Regions from separate parts of the Canis lupus genome. Here region 2 is linked to region 1. A link is a contact called in public Hi-C data. All regions are on one chromosome and are shown on one strand. The core of a region is the stretch at or near the end of the contact, and the rest is flanking DNA. Distances in the headings are between cores, read along the strand shown.

Region 1 (6,703 bases), core at 2,013-4,512:
ACTAATCCGACAAAAGAGCTACCTTAGAATTCATTACACCATTATAAAAGCACCTTCATAGGTTAACAACTGTATAAAACAAAATTTTTAATAAAATAGAGATATTAGAAAAATGTATTAAACTGGTATATGTTTCTCCATAATTGTGCAAAGTGCTGATAATTCCTATCAAGATGATTGCTATGCATATGACAGAAAAATTCACCACCTATTCTCAAAATGATTAAACGAGTCACTATTGGAGAAACGATCTCCGTCAAGTGTAGAGTTCAAAAGAATTCAAATAAGCCTACAAAAAAGATAAAGAATTTAGCAAACTATCCTTTAACACACTTAACTAAAAACTACAGATGATTTAGGGCAAGTCAGAATGAAATGACTATATATCATCATCAAACTAAGGATAAGGAGACTGTGGATTCTAAATAAGTCTCCTCACTTAGTGTTGAACTGTGCTTTGGAATATGGAGAGGTTTCCATCAAAGCAAATTATTTACCTTTGACTAGAAAAAGAACATTAGGAAGAAGGGAATCAAATGACATCAAAGGTCATCTCTCCTAATTCACCCTACCCCTCCTATTCCCCAATCCTCCCCATTATCCCACCCTGGAACAGAAAAGCACAGTTCAAACCACTAAGTATAAGCCACACATTCTCGGGGATCCTTGGGTGACTCAGTGGTTTAGCACCTGCCTTTGGCCCGGGGCTGATCCTGGAGTCCCAGGATCGGGATCGAGTCCCACATCGGGCTCCTGCATGGAGCCTGCTTTAAGAGAGAAAATAAATAAATAAGCCACACATTCTCTTACATCAGTAGTTGAGTAAACAACCACTCCCTTGCCCATCCCTTTCCCCCCACCCCCCAAATGAAAATAAGCCTCTTCCAAGAAACCTGGGGGTTTCTTCATACCAGTCCTGCCTCTGTTAATAGCACCTATGTGCCTTTGGTCTCCCTCACAAGTCTGAGTTCTTCAAGGACAAAGAAAAAACCTAACACGTTTCACTGTTTTACTGGACGCTTTCTCTATTAAACTACAAACTGTACATCTTTTCCCACCTTGTTTAGTACTGAATCCCCAAATATAATCTGATAACTGTTGAATTACTTAGTTGAATACTCTTAATTAAATATAGGGATGGCACAAAGCTTTCAGTAAGTGTTCACTAAGTGGCCCAACCAAATATGTCTTCATAAACTTTTCAGTGAAATACATTTTTAAAAGTCAATTTTAAAAAGTGGTCACTGATATCCAAACTTTTAAAAATGGTCATTGTGAATTATTTTCATTCATAACACAAGAAAAACTTGTTCCATAATCATGACTAATAACTCTTCAGTAACTAAAATAATGTAATATATGAACGTTATTGTATGGGTTCTGAGTTGTTTCTTTAGCTTGCTTCTCCACTATTATTAGTCTCTTACTATGGCAACATGACAACTTCTCTAGGGAGAAAGCTTCAAATTCTGCGCACATTTTCTGGCCTAAAGCCGGTTGCAAAGGCTTCTAAAGTCCCTAAAGGTAATACACGCATGGACATCCACCAGTAGAGGAAATTTCCTCTGTAAACTCAGCCTGTCAAAAAGTAAAAGCAAAAATTCTTTTAACTTCTCAAAAGCACACACACCATTACAGAGGTTACAATAAATCCCTCCAGTCAAAAATAATCTAAGTAAGGTAATTTTCATGATTCCCCAAAGGTGCTTTTTCCTTTCAGCTAAAGCCATGTGAAACGCCACACACGTCAACTTGTTCCGGTAAGATACACTTAGTGCCCCTCAAATTATTGGAGTTGTCTTAAAACCAAATCCTTACTGAACAAGCAGCTCACATTCCCAATTCAAAGAAATCTGCAAATGTCCTAAAAAGCTTGCAAGATAAAGGACCTATCTACTACTCTCATAAATGCCAGGAAACAATATTTTAAAATCTCTAAAACTATTCAAAGCGTTGTCTATGGAAAGCTTTTGTTTTCCCTTTGGACTCAATCTCGTACAACAATAAAGGATTTAATTTGTTGTAAGCACTGGAATGGCTACACGCCTCGCAAACACCGCTCCCCTCAGAGCCGCTCAAACAAGATCGTGAATCTTCCAAAAGGCGATTCACTTTACGCGTTAAACCAAGACGGGAAGGAATCCGCTTTCCCTGTCGGAACTGCCCAGGCCTCCGGCATTCCTAAAAAGAAACCAGCCTAACTCTCTTCCCTGACGTACCCTGCACTCTGAACACCACCGGGGCCAAGAGCCGCCTCGGATTGCTCGGGGATCACCAAGTCGGACCGCTGGTTCACCACAGCATCGCTGCGAAGTGCACCCAGGGCGCTCCAGAGCCGACGGACACCTGAGCAGCCTCCCCGTAAACCAGAAACCTAAAGGCAGAGCCCCGCACCCTGGAGCTTCCGCAGCACAAGGGCTAAGCTGACAAGCAGAGCGAGAGCGCCCGGCAGGTGGGCCCGCGGGAAGGAGAGCCCAGATGCCGTCCCGGAGAACCAGGAAGGCGTCTACTCTTCACCTACTACTCTCCGCCCGCGGGCTGACGCACAGCTTTCCTGCCCGCACGCGCCTGGGTCTCGGCCAGCACAGCCGGGTCGGTCCTAACTGGAGGACTTCACGGGCTTCTCCGCCTCCCCGCAGCGCCTCGAACCCGACAGCCCCATCCCCTCCCAGCGACACGGTGGGCGGCAGCCCCTGTGCGGGGCGCGGGGTGCGGGGCGCGGGGCGCGGGGCGGCTCCACCCAGCCGCTGCTCCCGGACCCGCGTCCCGGGCCTCCCACCGCCGCTGACAGCCGGCGCCACCCCCGGGGCCCCCGCGCGCCCGCAGCGGACCCAGCGCAGGCTCAAGGGCCACCGCCCACCCGCCCCCTCCCAGACGACGCCCGACGGGCCGCGGGGGCCAAGGACGCAGCCCCGCGAGGCCAGCGGCGCGGGCAGCCCCCGGGAGGCGCCCCCGCGGGACCGCAAGATGGCGGCGGCGGCGGCGGCAGGGCCGGGCCCCTCCGCCTCGCCCCGGCCGGCGCGCGCAGGGAGACGCGAGCGGGCGCGGGCGGGCGCGGGCCGAGCGCGGGCCGGGCGCGGGGCCGGAGGCCGAGGGCCGGGGCGGGCGCCGCCGAGAATGGAGAGTGCGGGGCGTGGGGGAGGGGACGCTCCCTCGCGGCCGGCCGCCGACCTTCCCTCGACCCCCCAGCGGCCCCCAGTCTGGCCGCCCGCCCGCCCGCCCGCCCCACCCGGACAGCTGCCCTCCCCCTGCCTACCTTTGAATTTGAGGTCGGTGGGCGGGTCGAGGACCAGGATCTGCTCGTGCTTCGCCATGGCCCCGGAGGCGGACGCCATCGGAGAGACAGCGCAGAGCGGGGGCGCGCCCGCGGCGGCGGTTTGCTGGCTGGGGGCGGGGGGCGGCGGCGGCGGCGGCGGCGGCGGCGGCTCGGCCGAGCTCTACGATGGGGCCGGCTCACGGCGCCCGAACCCCCGACGCCTGCCGCTCTGTGGCCGGACCCCTGGGCCGCCCGCTGGGTCAGCAGCTCCGGGCCTCACAACTGACTCAACCCCACACCAGCCGCCGCGGCCACGCGCACTGCGATCCTCGGCACCCCACGTGACGGCCTCTGCGTGCTTACGTGCGCGCCCCGGCGGCCGGGGGCCCCTAGCGCCCGTCCCGCCCTCCAGTCCTGCCCTGCGCGGCGCCGGCCACTGCGCCTGCGCGCTCGGGGCCTCGCGGCCGCTCGGAGCTCGAACTGTCAAGGGAACGGGTGTGGATGGAGGGCGGAGCGAAGCCCCGTGGCAGCGACGCGGTGTGCACCGCGGGGCGGGAGGGCGCAATCCTCGCTCACGTTTAGTTCCGACGGCGAAGCTGGAGAACCGGCTGTTAGCAGCGCATTACTGTCTTCCAAGTGGGAACGCTTAAGAGAAGGAGAAAGTAGTCAGGCTCACTCACTACAACTCCCGGCATGCCCGTGGGGCCCGGTCTTTTTGCGGCACTGCGTGATGCTTGCCGGGAGTTGTAGTACTGGCTGTGGGTGGGCGGGAAGGGTGATGAGGTCCGTTGGAGGCGCTTGGGGTGGGCCGGCTGACAGCCGTTTTTGGCTCTCAGCGTCTCGTCTGCGCTGAAAAACAAAAAAATTAAAAAAAAAAAATTTAAAAAAAACTTTTGAAAACTGACCTGAGGTCCCCCGCCTAGAAATATAAAACCAAGATTTCTGAAATTTCTAAGTCCACCCATCCCTCTACATTCTCCGTCGTTTTCCAGCGGAACGTCTGCCGCTTCCTGAATTGCATCCAGCGATGCGGAGCCGACGGAGGAAGCTGCCCCGGGTCAGGAAGCCGCCGCCGTCGGGGAGCCCTGACGAAGCACCCTTACCCAGCTGCAAGTGGGGGTCCCCACCCACCCCGTTGGGTTGCGGGCGCCTGGTCTTCGGTTTTGTCAAGTGACGGGCCCAAGCCACGTTGTCGTGTTGGAAGCGAGTTCGGCGGATGGTCAAACTGAGCGAGGGAGGAAAGCCCCGGGAGCGAAGGTGTGACGGTGGATGTGCCGCGACTGAGCCTGAGGTGCGGCGGCCACCGGAGCCCCCAGGAGGCGCCGCAGAGGAGCGGCGGGGCAGCCGCGTTGGTCCGGAATGAGCGTGGGCACGAGGGCCGCCTCGACCCGCGCGCTCGGTGCAGCCGCGCCCGTGTGGGGTCAGGCCCTGAGGCGGCGCCCGCGGCGGACGCTACCTCCGACGGGCACGCAGCCTAAGCCGTGAGAGCCTCGTTCGAAAGTGCGTTCTAATTTCCCCTTTCCTCGGATTTCTTTTCTTTTTTTTTTTTTTTTTTTTCCCCTTGGATTTATTTTCGTTCACGAAATTTATCTTGAGATTTCAGTCATCGTCCAGGGACAATACCACAACTGGGCGTTTGTCAAGAGAGGCTGACGACCACCGCGTGGGACGGGGTCTCACACGCGATCAGCGTGAGGAGACGGCCCGTCGGCGGCCACAGACGCCGGGTTTCCGTGGGCAGATTCGCCTGGGCTGAACCGGCTGCTCCGCCGCCAGATGGACGTCGTCGCCCCGACCGACCGACCGGAGAGCGTCTGAGGATCCCGGGCCCGCGTGCTGCGGAAGTTCCCGCGCACTCCCCAGGCGCCGGCGGCTCGCGTTCGCCCTGAATTCCATGGGAAGGCTGAAGTGCATATGCTCCAGTTTTCCAGCCTGATGAAGCAGCCCGGGCCTATTTTTAAGCCATGACCTTTGAAATCGACTGTTTTTGTCTCCTCGAGGTGACTTCAGATATCATATAGTCTTAAACCTCTATGAGAATTTAAATATCTGGTCATCTGAGAATACCTGAAACATCTTTGGAATAATTCCTCTGTTCCTGTTTTAGAGCACTGCATTGATAATGATTCAGAGTTCTCCCGAATCATCGTATCCCTCATTGAACAGTTCACTATTGAAGAGGTTTCTGCTTTGGTATTTATTAACGTCTTCTAGCAGTTCAAAGAGCTTTACAGACATCGTCACACCCTTCTCAGAACTACCAAATAACAGCAAGTTGTACTTTTATTGTCAAATATGGGGATGAAAACACAGGTGAGAGCATCTCACGACAGTAACAGAGCTAAACTTGAGAAGGGGAGTTGCCCGATTTTCCATCCTGTGCATTTTTGTTTTTCCCAAAGCCCTAATGCAACGACAACTGAAAGTGATTAAGACAAATTAAAATGTAATTGGTCTGTGTGTTGTTTGACATTTAAGTTAGGAATGGAGAAAGGTGGAGCCTAATGTTTACTGTTTGCTCTTACGTTGATTAATGTAGCACATAAAGTTCTCTTAAAGTATTGGCAAATATATATACAGAATACATATATACATGTATATGCATACTCAATTATATGTATACTTATGTATATATTACATATATACAACTATACACATATGTATATACATATGTGTATACAATTATATATGTGTATACAATTATACATATGTATAATGTATACAATATGTATACTATATGTGTATACAATTATACATATGTATAATGTATACAATATGTATACTATATATGTATACAATTATACAGATATATATATACACACACACTCAAACATATTTCTCTAGCTACTAAGAAGTTTTTATGAGTCCAAGGAGTATGAAGTCCTTGAATATTACTTCAATCTACTTGAATCACTAGTGGTATTCACCTTTGGACAGATTATCTCCCAGGTTTGGCAAGGATAAAAAAAAAGGTACCAGTACAAATGGTAACAAAGTATAACCATCTTCTCCGTAGTTAAACATGTTAAACTTTACTTTATAAAAGTACTATGTAATTATGAATTTGTATGTGATCAGGCCTCTGTGTAATACAACTCAGTAAACATTTAAATGAGCATACTTGCAATAAACACTGAGGCTGTAAAGCATACAGAATAAGAGTACTGGCCTTGGGTCTGAACTGCTGGGTTTAAGTCCTGTTTACCATTGTATGGTCTTAGCAGCTTACTTCACCTCTCTATGCCTGCTCTATCTACATCTGTAAACTGGGGAGAATAATAATACCTACATCTGAGGTTTGTTGTGAGAATTAAATGAGTTAATGCACACGAAGAGCTTAGGGTAGTGCCTGGATCCAGCATTGTTACCTTATATATGCTAAATGTTAAATTATGACTGTGTGCCTGGCATCGTGGTAAGTGCTGGTGGTATAGTGGTGAGCCAATA
Region 2 (6,703 bases), core at 1,319-3,818, 560 kb before region 1:
CAGGAAAGATAACTGGAAAGACTGGGATGTTATGAAAACAACAGGATCGCTACTGGTTTCTCATACGCCGAAACAAAGAGCCATCAGTTTTGAGTCTTTACCTGACCTGCCCTTTCAATATTTTCTTTTTTAGAAACCTAAGAGTCAAGCTTTCCCCTCTATATCCAGTCAAGTAAGTAAAGCTTACCCCCTCTTTTTGACGGATACCGTCCAATGCTGCCTCTTGTGTTGTTACTTTAATTCAGGCCCTCATCATGAGTCTACTAACCAGTCATGGAAAGTCACCTTTCTTGCCTGCCCTCCCTCCTCTTCCACTCACCCCACCTTGAGGATATTAATTTTTCCTTACTTTGTACACCCCCTGAAACAACTGCATACCTCTGTTCTAGCATTTACTATCTTATTTCTACTCTCTGATGACTTGTATGCTTGCCTGTGAATTCTAAACTCCTGAATAAAGAACCTCTTTTGGTTACTTCAATAGCTCCAATGGCTGGGTCAGATATACACTGCCTGAATGTGACAAAATTCTCACTTTTCTCTCCCCTCCCCAATCTCCACATTTCTTTTGCCAGGTCCTATTGGTTACACGATCCCCAGAGAAGCTAACATTCAGGACCATCAGAGGGGCAGCCCATTCAGTCTGGCCCCAACTTCTCTGCTCAAGCTCATTCCCTGGCACTGCAACTACTCTACTTTATTCCCCTGGCATATTTTCAAGCCTATGCACATACTAAATCCTATACAGATTCTCGTGGGATTTTCCTTCTGTTTAAAAAAAAAATTATTTTCCGGGACTGAGTGGCTCAATGGTTGAGCATCTGCCTTTGGCTCAGGGCGTGATCCCAGGGTCCTGGGATACAGTCCCATATCGGGTTCCCAGCAGGGAGCCTGCTTCAACCTCTGTGTCTCTGCCTCTGTCTCTCATGAATAAATAAAATCTTAAAAAAATTTTTTTTTTTTTTAATTTTCCAGGACCTGCTTAGAAATCACCTTTGGGAAATCTTCCTGAAATTTTCCAGATAGAATAAACTCCTCCTCCTGTGCTACCAAAGCAAAGCTGAGACCGCTTTATTATGGTCTTTATCAAACGCACTATTTTAATGATACTTTTGGGTTTGCTCCCAGAGAAAAAGAAAAGAAAGAAAAGAAAGAAAAGAAAGAAAAGAAAGAAAAGAAAGAAAGAAAGAAAAGAAAAGAAAAAGAAAGAAAGAAAGAAAGAAAGAAAGAAAGAAAGAAAGAAAGAAAGAAAGAAAGAAAGAAAGAAAGAAGAAAAGGGGGAGAGGGAGAGGGAGAGGGGAGAAAGTAAGATTGCTGGGGGCATCTCCTGCAAAAAAGGGAGTAGAACACAGTCACAGGGAGGAAGTAGTAACACAGTAACTATAGACTTGACAATTGGAACAGTTTTTGGAACAATGGAACAATTTTTCCATCGTTCAAGGGATCCCTGGGTGGCGCAGCGGTTTAGCGCCTGCCTTTGGCCCAGGGCGCGATCCTGGAGACCCGGGATCGAATCCCATGTCGGGCTCCCGGTGCATGGAGCCTGCTTCTCCCTCTGCCTGTGTCTCTGCCTCTCTCTCTCTCTCTCTGTGACTATCATAAATACATAAAAAAAAAAAAAAGAAGAAGAAGAAAAAGAGCTGGCGCTGCCATCTTTCAACGGTGCAGCCCTGGACAAGTCATCATAAGGCTTCTCCAGGCCTCTCCTCCTCTTCTGTAAAGTGAGATTCTGTACTCGACTCCATGTAGAGGTTTCGTTTTCTACAATTACCAGACACGACTTCGTCGCAGCAATGACACTGAGGAGGGGAGTGCGGAGAGCTGGGCGGCCTCAGCTCAGTCCCGCCTATCTGCCGGGTGCCTACAGCGTGGCCGTGGCAGAAGCTGGGAGAACACACGCAATCAGTAGGGGAGCGCGAACCCCTGGGACGCGACAAGGGACCCCCGCGGATTATCAGCCACAGCCGCAGCCCCCTCCGCAGCCCCCTCCGCACGCGAGAGGCTTTCAGAGCGCTGGTTCTCAACAAGGCGATTTCTGCCCCGGGGAGTCCGTTCTGGTCGTCAGCGTGAGGGAGGACAGGTGCTGCGGGCATCTAGGAAGTAGAGCCCCGGGATGCTGCCAAACTGCGAGGCGCAGCGCGGTCTCCTCAAGGGAACACCCAGAGCGAGCGGCGGAGCATCCGGCCCCGCAGAAGGGAGCCCAGAGGGGAGCCCAGAGGGGAGCCGGGACGACTTCCGGCAGGCGCTGAGTCCGCTTCCGGAGGGGCAGCCGGCCCCGCCCCGGACCCCCGGCCGCAGCCCCGCGGAGCCGCCGCCCTCCGCGCTCGCTCTCCACGCGCCCCCTCCAACTCCCGCGCGGGGCCGGCGTGGGCCACGGACCCACCCGTGTCTCTCACTCACTATTTCTCTGCCTTGGCGAGGTGCTCCAGCCCTTCGTTTATCTTCTGAGCCGCCATCTCCGAGGTCGGGCCCTGACGTGAAAGGCGAGAGCCCGGCTGAGGAGGCGTGGGAACGCCGCAGTGCAAGCCGGGAACGGCCCCGCGGCCCAGCTGCTACAGGGGCCTGGAGGGCTCAAACCTAAGGCGGCGCAGCAGCCTGGGGAGCGGGTCTCGGGGCCGCGCCGGCCCAAACAGCGCAGGCGCGGAGCGTCAGGGTTCGCCCGCTCCCAGGGCGTGTAGCGCAGGCGCAGTGGGCGCTGAAGGCGGTTGGCTCGTTCCTGCGTTGGTTCAAGGAACATTTACTGAGCACCTACTAGGTGCCAGGAACCGCTCCAAGCGCCGGGAAATCAGCAGGGAGTACAGCGGGCAGAGAAGACCCGCCGTGGTGGAGCCGTGCCTTCCCGCTGGTGCGAACACGCCGGTGTAGAATCGATGACTCGCTCCATAGCTGGGAGCGTCCTCACCCTGCCGAGGAGCGCCCCCTGCACAAAACAGACCGTCGGTGCCCTGGACTGTGCAGCAGTCACCGGGCGACACTAACTGCGGTCCGCGCTCGGAAGGAAGGGTTCAGGGACATTGGCGGGGCTCGGGCACAAGTACAAGCTTGGCCCGATGGACCATCACGGAGATCCCGATGCCCGCGGGGCCCGTGCAGCCTCCCAGCCGCCCGCTCCCGGGGTCGCAGCCGCAGCCGCAGCCGCAGCCGCAGCCGCAGCTTACGGATCGCCAGGCCCCGTGCGCCCTCCCCTGTGTCCACTCCAGCCCACCCTGCCTGGCGCCGGGAACCCCTCGCCTTCAGCAGAAGGCTCTGCGGTTTCCTGTCCTTCTGCTCTTCTTCCCACGTCCCCCTTTACCCGGCCTAGATCCCGTGTTCCCTCCTATTAGCCGCACTTGTGATAGCTGGGCCTCCTCGGCCCTCCCTGTCTGGAGAACCCCCAACTCTCCACCTACCCTGGAACTGCTCTTAGGCAAGTAAGTGTGGCTGGAGAAATATCAAACTAGCTGCTGACATTCCTCATTGCAATGGTCATAAACATCAAGGAGATAACTTGGTGCTGCTGAGCAACTGGGCTTCGTTTTCCTGTCAAATTACTCACCCATCCACTTGGATGGCTGTTTGCACCCTCTTTCTCCTCAAAATTCCCACGCAGTCTCCCCGCCTGCCTGCCAGCTTTTACTTCTTGTTTTTTTTTTTTTAATTTTTTTTATCTATTTATGATAGTCACAGAGAGAGAGAGAGAGAGAGAGAGAGGCAGAGACACAGGCAGAGGAAGAAGCAGGCTCCATGCACCAGGAGCCCGACGTGGGATTTGATCGCGGGTCTCCAGGATCACGCCCCGGGCCAAAGGCAGGCACTAAACCACTGCACCACCCAGGGATCCCTCTTGTTTAATAGGAAGTAGCAATTGAGGGGAGATCTTGCATTTGGCCTCATCAGCCCATCCACCAATCACCTGCATCTGTTCCTAGTAGTCTGCCTTTTCTCTAGTGATCCTGTCTCATCTATCCTCACTTCCTTATTTAGTCTCATGGGTATAGGTGCCATCCATGCCCAAGGCTTCCCATCATCATCCCATCACTAGCCTGAGCTTCCCTGTATGAGGGCACAGCCTTCCAAGAGGGTGGAGGCGGGTGGAGCTATAGGCCTCCTGCAACCAACTCAGTATCACTCCTGCCACTTGTATTGGTCAAACCAAGTCATGAGGCAAGTCCAGATTCGAGAGGTCGGGAAATAAAGGAGTTGTAAAATATTGTGACTGTGACCTCCAGCTCACCATAGCTCTGGAATGACTGATGCCTTATAAGAGACCTGAGGCCTTTATCAGGAAACGGGCAAGTCTTACATTTTTTAAGTGAAACTAGACTTAACGTCCACCCAGTGACCCAGTGCTATCAACCTCCAAAACCACTGAAAGTGCCAGAAGTTTTCCTAAGGGATCTACACCAAGTCTATTGCCTCTTCCTCCCTCTCTCTTGTTCACACACCCATTCATTAAATCTTTTCTGAGCCCCTACTCGGCACAAGGCACTGTTCCTCACAGGATGCAATTGTAAGCAAGAGAGTATGGGGGAGGAAGAATTCTCTTCCTCTGCCCTTCTTAGATTCTCCAGCTGGGGCTCTGTAAATCAGACTGGCAAAGACAGCAACAGGAGGAACGCATACAGATTTATTTAATATAAGTCTTACAAGATGCAGAGCCTTCCTAAGGAAAAGAAGTCCTGCAAAAATGGCTAAACCTGCATGTTGTTACGCTAGATTTGATGAAGAGTGGGAAGTTGTAGGAAACACGATAGTACAAAGGGCACGCCTTAAGGGTAGTAAACTGAAGGAAAATTAGCAAGGACAAGCAATTCAGGGTCCCTGCAGGGGACCTGAATTCCTCCATCTTCTGAGATAAATCATCTCTTCCAGATATGGGGAGGACACTTCTCATAGGAGGACTGACAGGTGCAGGACATGCTCCCCCAGAATATGTCACCTTGACTTGTTGACTATTGTGCGGTGAGGAACTTTGAGAAAACAGCAGAAGCAGGAAGATCACTCTGACCTCCTTTGCCCATTGCCCTTCTGCCCTGAAACAGGTCATAAAACCCTACCCGAGAGCTACTTCCCTATACCTGGTGGAAAGCAACATCCTTATCTCCAAAGATGGAGGGACCCAGAAGAATCTGAGCGGACAGTACTTGCCAATCTTCCCCCACTATACTACCCTTACCTCCTGCTCCTTAACCTGTCATGTTCCTCCGTGCCTGCCCACTCCTCGCTGAACTCAGCATAAGAGTACCAGGTGTGGTTCTTTGGGTCCTCTTTTCCTTAGGAAGGCCCCCATGCCAGGATAAAACTTACATGAAATATGCTTGCATACTTCGCTCCTGTTCATCTTTGTCTAATTTTCAGACCTAGCCAGAGCTCCTAAGAGAGTTGAGGAAAACTTTTCCCCACCCTACAGGATCTTCTGACCTGCTTCAGGGGAGAAGGGGGTGGTCAGAGAGACCTTCCTGCACCTGTTTTGTTTTCAAATCCCTTCATCTTGGTATTCCAAGGTGCCATAATTTGGGGTAGCCTGTTCTTTTTTTTTTTTAAGATTTTATTTATTCATGAGACACACACACAGAGAGAGAGAGAGAGAGAGGCAGAGACACAGGCAGAGGGAGAAGCAGGCTCCATGCAGGGACCCCGACGTGGGACTCGATCCTGGGACTCCAGGGTCATGTCCTGGGCCGAAGGTGATGCTAAACCGCTGAGCCACCCGGGCTGCTCGGGGTAGCCTGTTCTAAACCCTATCAGGACATAATGTCTGCTTACATGGAATTTGTGATCAATTGAGGGGACACAAATATTAAACCTAAATTTTATTAGGAATTGACAAAGAATGGAAAAGAGAAAGAAGGTTATGGCAGCCCCATGGCATTGGAGGGTTCTCTGTTCCCAAAGACCTTAGACTAGGGAAGCTGTAAGTACAAGCCAACTCACCTCCCCGGGAAAGGGAGCAAACAGGGCCAGTAAAGGGGGGACACCAATGCTCTATTTTCTTCTTCTCCCCCTTTCCCTTCCTACATGAGGGTTGAGGAAGGGCTTAAGGGAGGGATGTTTACACTGGGAAGCCAGCTTGGAAGAGCCCAAAGTGGAAGCTTGCAGCAAATAAGGAAACACTACAGTTTTTCAAGCTAGACACTGTGGTACACCTCATGAAAAGAATTCTTGCTATCGCAGCAGCTTCCACCAGCGCTGCTGGTGTCTCTGTCATCTTTGCCTTCTACCAATCTCCTGCTTCTTTCCCCTCCTTCCAGGACATCTCTCACCTCCTCTCTTGGGTCCCTTCAGATACTCAATGTCCCATTCATTTTCCAGTCTGGCTGCTGGCTCAGGGGACCCCATTGAACTCATTCCCTCCTCTTATTCTAAAAGTTCTATTTTTTAAAAAATTTATTTATTCAGGAGAGACACACACAGAGAGAGGCAGAGACACAAGAAGAGGGAGGAGAAGCAGGCTCCATGCAGGGAGCCCGACACGGGACTCAATCCCAGGACTCCAGGACTCCAGGACCACACCCAGGGTTGAAGGCAGGTGCTAAACCACTGAGCCACCCAGGGATCCCTAAGAGCTCTTCTTTCCTGCCTCAATAAACATTTACATTACCAAGGGCTCTACCTGTTTTGGATCTGACTACAGTGATTTTCACTGAAGGGTGAATGAGAGCTTGCTACCCCTTGGCTGGCTGATGGTGGGCTGCAGCCTTGGGAGAGTTCTTCATGCCCCGGT

What was found. A called contact is a pair of places that touch in the nucleus more often than the background predicts.
Region 2: a contact with region 1 is called in a Hi-C map of blood, with 3 times the contacts expected there. The contact joins the promoter of NAPG here to the promoter of LOC119876458 in region 1. A contact is called at or near these places in 2 of 9 Hi-C or Micro-C datasets (blood and skin fibroblasts).

Annotation. Positions count from the first base shown.
Region 1 is chr7:75,927,439-75,934,141 of UU_Cfam_GSD_1.0, reverse strand. LOC119876458 (homeobox protein engrailed-2-like) reads left to right here and starts at 3,262. Exons shown (of 3, transcript XM_038543877.1): 1 at 3,262-5,256; 2 at 5,364-5,569. The coding sequence starts at 3,313. The coding sequence ends at 3,906. It overlaps VAPA (vesicle-associated membrane protein-associated protein A), which reads right to left and starts at 3,537. Exons shown (of 6, transcript XM_038543874.1): 1 at 3,257-3,537. The coding sequence starts at 3,335.
Region 2 is chr7:76,485,715-76,492,417 of UU_Cfam_GSD_1.0, reverse strand. It overlaps NAPG (gamma-soluble NSF attachment protein), which reads right to left and starts at 2,568. Exons shown (of 12, transcript XM_038543883.1): 1 at 2,401-2,568. The coding sequence starts at 2,456.